Regions from separate parts of the Bactrocera dorsalis genome. Here region 1 is linked to region 2. Evidence: chromatin contacts called from public Hi-C data. All regions are on one chromosome and are shown on one strand. The core of a region is the stretch at or near the end of the contact, and the rest is flanking DNA. Distances in the headings are between cores, read along the strand shown.

The links. A called contact is a pair of places that touch in the nucleus more often than the background predicts.
Region 1: a Hi-C map of whole body shows a contact between it and region 2, with 2.8 times the contacts expected there. The contact joins the enhancer-like site here to the promoter of LOC105230040 in region 2. A contact is called at or near these places in 2 of 2 Hi-C or Micro-C datasets (both in whole body).

What each region holds. Positions count from the first base shown.
Region 1 is chr5:20,309,117-20,312,999 of ASM2337382v1, reverse strand. No RefSeq gene overlaps it. Among protein-coding and RNA genes, the nearest start is that of LOC105230041, 22 kb to the left of the region's middle. Within about 2 kb of position 2,124, the one cell type or tissue checked has open chromatin away from gene starts, as enhancers often do.
Region 2 is chr5:20,258,045-20,262,018 of ASM2337382v1, reverse strand. It overlaps LOC105230040 (ribonuclease Oy), which reads left to right and starts at 1,958. Exons shown (of 2, transcript XM_011210609.4): 1 at 1,958-2,772. The coding sequence starts at 2,699.

The DNA of each region.
Region 1 (3,883 bases), core at 875-3,374, 51 kb before region 2:
AATAAAAGATGCATAGTTTTAGGATTTCTTTGAGGGACAATTGTGTTTAATAAATTCTGTAGCTTTTGCCAGTTTCTTAAACATGGACATAATAATTTAAACAAGAACAAGAAAAAAGGACGTCAACGGAAACGTCGCAGGAGCAATTTCTATGGTATAAAAGGATATAGTACTATCTTTTCCTTAGCAAGTATAGCTACATAGTAGATATAAGCTTAGTAAGCTGATTTAAACGATTTCCTCGTACATTGTTGTGCTACTTTGGGTGATAATATTAGGTTGTCAATATCTCCCTTCCGCGACGATATGCATGATTAGTTTGGATATTGCGTTCAACAGTTATAGACGTGTAAACATGTTTTTCACTAATGCCGAAATTCGCGCTATTTTAAAGTTTTTCTTCGCTTAAGGCAAATCCGCTAGAGAAACGTTCCGTGAGATTTATGGTGTTTTGGGGGATGGTAGTCTATCACTTTGGACTGAGGAGGAATGGTTTCGATGATTCAGAGCGAGTGAAAACGACACCATGGAAAAGCCAGCCGACCCAAGACCTGTAACGACGAATACCAATCAAATCATGGAAAACATAGAGTTAGACCTGCATGTGGCATCTCGTGACATCGCCCAGAAGATGGGAGTTAGTCACCAAACCATTTTAAACCATCTGCAAAAGGCTGGATACACAAAAAAGTTTGATGTTTGGGTGCTGCATGATTTGACGCACCTTCTGAACCGAATCAACGCCTGCGATATGCTGCTGAAACGGAACGAACTCGACCCATTTTTGAAGCGGATGGTGACTGGTGACGAAAATGGATCACATACGACAATAACAAGCCAAAAAGGTCGTTGTCGAAGGCCGGTGTATCGTCCCAAATAAAGGCCAACCCGGAAGGTAGTCATCCACTATGAGCTGCTCCCATATGGCCAGACGCTTAATTCCACCATCTAATGCGAACAACTGGAGCGGTTGACCAGAAGCTTCCAGAATTGGCCAATAGGAAGAGTGTAGTGTTCCACCAGGACAATACCAGACCACACTCTTCGTTGATGACTCGTCAGAAGCTACGAGCTCGGATGGGAGGTTTTATCGCATCCACCAGATAGCCCTGACATAGCGCCAAGTGATTACCACCTGTTCCTGTTCATGGCGAACGCCCTTGTTAGTGTAAAGTTGAACTGAAAAGGGGCTTGTGAAAAATGGCTGCCAGAGTTCTTCGCAAATTAGTCCAGTCATTATAGTAAGTTAACCTCGGAATTCGATATACCCATTTTTATGTCTGTAGGGAGGCTTCTACGAAAAGGGGATTATGAAGTTGCCAACTAGATGGAAACAGATTAATAGTGGCAGTCGTGTGAGGATGAAAGGATTGTATCAAGACTCACTCCACACATTTGAGAAATTGTTTCGAAGAGAACATTTTCGGGCTGATTTTGCATATTCTTAATATTTAGTTAATTTTTGTTAGGTTATATTATTAAAAACGCTAGAGAATTGAGAGTTTTACGAATTTTGCTTCTATGTTTATTACAAGCGAGTGTACGGGAGTTTAGCTATAAGAAAATCTTTCCACCTAACCTAACTTTTTCCAATTAGAACATGGTCTACCGCAAAAAAAACTGTATTTTTGCTACCGAATTAAAAGCAACAAAATTAGCAAACAAAAAAAAGAAAAAATTGAGACAATAAAGCTCGGGAAGAGCGGAAGTGGACGCATGACGCTAGCTTAGCTAGATAAGTGCCTAATTTATACTTACGTATTTTTCTATATGTATATGTGTGTATGTATGTACATCCAACAACTTCTATTTATACACATTTGGACATAGCTAAGCTCTAATGCAAACATACACACACACAGGGATGCACGTAAGCTTGTGAAAGTTTTGCGTGGTCGCCGCAAGCGTTTCAGCCAATTAGAGGCGATAAGGCAATAATAAATTGAAATTCACGCTCTTGGCCCTAGGGACGCACCGATCAAGCGGGCAAACACTTGGATTCACACCTAGTTTCGACACAACAAAGCAACAGCACACACACGCATACACATACATGTATATACATACATATGTAGATGTTTACGAGCAGCGCCGGCGGGCATGGCATTGTGTGATAATTTCTAGCATTTGGCTTTTGTTTACGTTGCGGTTACGAGTGTGCTGCTCGGGCAACGTTGGCGATGGTGAAGAGGTGAGGGTTCGCAACAAATTAGCGTTATTTAAGGGTTGATTAAGCACGTCAATTGTCGGCAGTCGGGCCTAATTTTCGTGAGTACCCCAAAAGTGTGTTGAAAAGTTTTGGTTTCGTGCCAAGGCACTGCGGTGGCAAGGCTCTGCGTTTCGGGCATATTTTGTTGCTACTCAGCGCAGGCTTTAGAAGCAGTCCGTGAGGGTCTACTACACACATACAGATGCACACCGGTCTTTATCTTGCTACACATTAATTATGTTAAACATTTTTAAATATTGTCATCACGTGCTGAAGGTATTCCTCAACGCATTTAGGGACGATCAACTTTGAAGGGTGTATTTACTTTAATTCGTTGTTGGTTTTCCGGTTCGTCAGGGCAATTATGCAAATTAGAGCTAATACGTTTTAATTTAAGCGGATTACAATGTAATATTTTTGTTTGTTTGTCATTTGTGTGCATTTTATCGTTCTTGTTCACGTTCTATTTCACTTTTTTGTGATTCGGAATATTAAACAGATTGGGTGCGTGTTGTCGCCGAGGGATTATTGCTAACAAATTGTAACATATGACTTTATAGCAGTGTTAATGCCTTTATTACAAAGAAAAGGTTGGGATTTAAATGGAAAAAATAAAAACAGAACATAATTGAAAGCTAACTAGAAACCTCGAAACAATAGCTGGACGAGTTCTCTCGAGCATAAGTAACTAGAAAGGAATTTTGGATTGCTGTCTCTGCCTTACGTGTCAAAATGCTACCCTGGATGATATTTTTCTTGCTCATGACCAAGTTCCTACGTTTTGAAACCTTTGCTGTGATTGTATGTGGAAAGGTTCTGAAAATTTGTGCACTGGCTAAGGTTCCACCTGAGAAATAACAAAACCATAAAAGTGATTCAGTTCTTTTGCTCTAGAATAATAAGAGGTTCGGTTTAAACTTTATTGTATAACGGTAAATTCAAAAGGAGAAGACAAAAGGTGATAGGACTGAGACTTAAATAATTCGATATGGCATTGTGAAGGATGAACAGAAGAGAGAAAAACTAACTTCGCCTACAATTCAACATCGGAAACCAAACACAAGTGCTATTACTTGTCTGAAATATCATTGGAAGAAAAATAGTACATGAGCTGAAAAGTCGTAGACCTAATAATAAAACAACGTAAAGAAAATATGGTTTCATTCTACGACACTTTTTCCATCTAGAGTAATGCATTTGTCTCAACGTTTCTCCAACATTCGGTTACCGTTTCCATAGTACACGGCTTAAAGAACAACATACGAGGTGTTGGTTTCCATATTGACGACCTTATTGTGAAATCTTTTTGAGCCTGGGAAAGAGAAAATAGTTGCTGGGACCAAAATTGTTGAATACTGTCGATGGAAAAGCAGTTCATAGCGTTATTCGCTCGATTTTTCGGTCATATCATAAGCTGAATAAATTAAGGAGAGTTTTCTTGATGAGAGATCAAATTTTTGTTCGCCAAATGTGGACACCCGGCTTTGATCTCGACGTACAATCGATCCAATAAGTCAGTGTAATGTTATTAATTGATTGTCTCATTAAGTTCAATTAACATAATTACTCGTGAATCCCTAAAGGTACTGGCTAAAATATTGCTGACCGTTTGTTAAGCTTCTCTTTTGTGATTTCTACTAGATGCCGGGTTTTTAAACGATTCTGGTCTTTTGA
Region 2 (3,974 bases), core at 709-3,208:
TTAAGCCACCCAACACAACAAGATGCCTGGCATTGGCAGAGGTATTAAGATCTCATATCTTGCTAAGTACATATGTATGTCAAGAATCACAGGATGTATAGAAGCGATTTCCGGTTTAGATATCCGATAATATATCTTGCAGATTTAAAATATAGAGGTCGCTGAGGTATAAAATGACGATAATAACTGCATTTAAGACTTTTTCTCTTTCACTCTCTTCTAAATGATTACCAAAATTTCTCTTTGTTTCACGACATACAAACAGCAATTTAGGGGTGTTTAAGGCTCTCAGGTAGTATTTAACTTGTATATTTGTATTTATATGAAGTACTAGCCCAGGTGTTAGGAGAGTTGCCATACGGATTTATTTTTTTTTAATATTTTTGTTCAATTTAATATTTGTAGGGTTTATATATAATTTATTTATTGGGTATACCTATTATTTTACCTAAAAAATATATATATTTAGAAATGTCATTTTTCCCATTGCCATTTTTAGAATTATTCGACTTCGGTATGGAGCAGATCTAACGTTATTTTGACTTACTGTTATTTATTACTCATGTAATCTGAGCAGGGTTGCAAATAATGCATTGAAAAATTTCAATTAAAAATATTTTTAAATTTCTATTCCTTAAAATAGGTTTGAAATATTTATAAAAAAATTTGAATCCGAAGTTTATAATTAATTTTTTTTCATTAAAACTTTAATTTTTTTAATCAACATCTGTTTAATTAAAAGCAATTTTCAAATGTCTAAACCAAAAGCCGAATTAAAAAATAATAATTTGAATACCGAGTATGTCATTGAAAATATGTTTTTGAATTAAAATTTAAAAAAAATTTAAATTTATTAATTAAAAATAATTTTTTAATATCAAATCCAAAAATGGAATTGAAAAGTTATAATCCCAAGTTTATAATTGAAAAAATTAAAAAAAAATGGAATTAAAACTTTCAAATTCTTTTTGAATTAAGATTTTTTTATTAAAAATTATTAAAATTTAAATTTTTTCTGAAATAAAATTTTTTTAATTAGAAATAATTTTAAAATCCAAAAATGGAATTGAAAAAATTGTAATCCCTAATTTATAATTGAAAAAAATATTTGAAATAAAATTAAAACTGGTTTTGAATTTATATTTTTTAAATAAAAAATAATTTTCCAATATCTAAACCAATAAAAATATGTTTTTGAATTAAAAATTTAAAATATTTTTTAAATTAAAAATAATTTTCAAATTTTTAATTCAAACATTAAATATCTAAACCAAAAACCCGATTTAAAAAAATTTAATACCAAGTATATAATATAAAATATGTTTCTGAATTAAAAAAATTAAAATATGTTTTTGAAATAAAAATTTTAAAATTACTTTTGAATTTATATTTTTTTAATTAAAAATAATATTCAAATATTTGATAAAAAAAAATTAATTATAACTTTATAAATAGCAATTAAAGAAATATTTTTATTTAAAAAGTTGGCAACTCTAACCAGCCTATGTACATATATGTAAATAGTCTTTAGAAATACCTAATATTCTAACGGCGCTATCTCGACTTTTCCGATGGTAACGAATCCGGAGCAAAAGTGGCAATAGCTGATGTAAAAATCACATGCAAAATAATTTTTTTTATTTTTTTCTGAAAACAGATACATCAACAAAAAACGATGCCAAAACGAATCAAAAAAATATCTCTTTTCAAAAATTTTGATATTATTGATAGTAAAGCAACACCTAGTATCAATCTTTGTGAGCGCTTGCTCTTAGTAACCCCTTTAATGCGTCGCTAATAAATGTGCGACTCTCTTCGCTCTTACGATGATGACTGCTCACCCGAAGAGCGCAGTTTATTTGTTGCTGCTGCTGCCAGCTTGTCTGAAGACTACCAAAAGCACTACAGTTGAGTTCAAAATAACATGCGCTCGCCAAATTTAGTGCCACATTAGAGCGCCACTAAAGTGCTGAGTACAAAGACGCTGTAAAAGAGAGCAAAGTCATAAGGCATACAGCAAGTACATAGGTAGGTAGCGATGTGTACCTTTTTCTAAGTGAATATCAAACGGGTTGTTTCACGCAGCTGAAACAGGCAAACTACTAAACGAAATAAAAAAGTATTTTGACATTTTGCTGCGAAAAATACAGAAAACAAAGTATAAACTTGTAAAGTGAAATGTCAGTGAATGTTGAGTGAAGCAATAAAAAACGAAAAAACGCGAGAAAATGTCAGAAAATTTAAAGAAATGACGACAAACGCTTGAAGAAAATTAGTGCGCAACGCGAGAGCCGTATTTATTTGTTACTTAAAGTGCAATAACAATGAACAAATTAAAACAACAACAAATACACACAATATCAACGACAGCAACTACAACCAAGCGCATTGCTTAAGTATAGAAAAAACGAAATGAAAAAACTTAAATAGATAAACTAAACAAAAAATAACAACACGGTACACAAAGCAGGCCAACAACAACAACAAACACAGGTATATAGCTATACATATACACAGAGTGTTCGAGAGTGGTGCAGAGGCGGCAGTGTTGAGCGCAAACGAAAACGAAACTTTAATATTAACAAGCAAACACCTTGAAATTATATCAAATATCAATAAGCCGAATAAAAATCGAAATTCGCTGAAAAATACGCAAAATTCGCTGAACCCGAACGGAGCAGTGGCAAACCGTGTGAAAATGGGGCGAAGATGTACTTTGTGGCTCACTTTCGGCGCGTTGCTCTTCAGCACGCAGTGGCTGGACGTGATTAGGTAAGTCGGGCAACGGTAACAAACGAATATGTGGACACACATAAGCAAGAACAAAAAAAAAAAAACAACAACAACAATGTCATGAAGTGAAAATGCAAATATTTCGACCGAAAATACCTATGTGTGTATGTATGTGTTTGTGGCCAAAATGTGAATATTGGCAAAATCAATTCGGTAAACAACAGTAATACATGTGTGTGTGTATGTGTGAGTATGACTTTCTGTACTGAAAGACCCTAAGTTGCATATACTGTAAATAAATCGTGCTTAGTTAGGCATATTAATTGCTCATATATAGAATGTGTGAGTGTTTGTGAGATATTGTCAACAAAAAACAAAAAAAAAACAAGTAAGGAAGAGCTAAGTTCGGGTGCAACTGAACATTTTATACTCTTGCAACTTGCAGGAATGAAAGCCAGGGTACCTTAAGGTGCAAACGTCAACCAGGGGATCAGAGTCCAAGCACATATGTACATACATATATATTTATATAGATATGTATAACTCTCCCAGTGATCGACATATTCGATATAAGTTTTGTTAGAAAATCGAAATCATCCAAAGATCCCAGGAAATGTGCTGTTTAGAATAGGTCGGGCCATAGGAGAAGGCGGTTAGAGTCATCCGATCCCACGACAGTTGGGTCTACGTAACCGGAACGGACTCGGATTTTTATCCGGCCAAGGACTGTCAAATCGGCAGAATTCTGCCGCTACAACAACAACAACAAACGGTTAGAGGACTCGTTGTTGAACATATATTTGGTATCTCGGGGTCGATTCTGGATAAGTAAAAGTTTAGCCTGCTCGCAAGAGTCACTCTTGTTTCTCGTGGCAACTGCAAGTTGCGTTGTTGTTTAACGGGTACCTAGTCCCCGTTAGAATGGTAAGCATAAGATAGATTGTTGTCGACGTCATCCAAAGAACGGTCCAAAAAGCGTGCAGTTTCGACGGGGTCGGACCAAAGGGAGAGGGGTGTCAGATGAGTAGGGTTGGTGGGGCATACAGACAGTTGGCCTGTGTCATGCGGAGACCCATTTCATGCAGGATTTATATTGGATATGTCAGGTTCTGCTCTGGACAAGTAGAACTTTAACATGCTACAATAACCAGAACGAAACTCTTGACCAACAATTCCCACAACAGCCGGTTCTACGCACCGGAACTGACCACCCAAGGCGGTTATTTCGAAGATCTAAACCC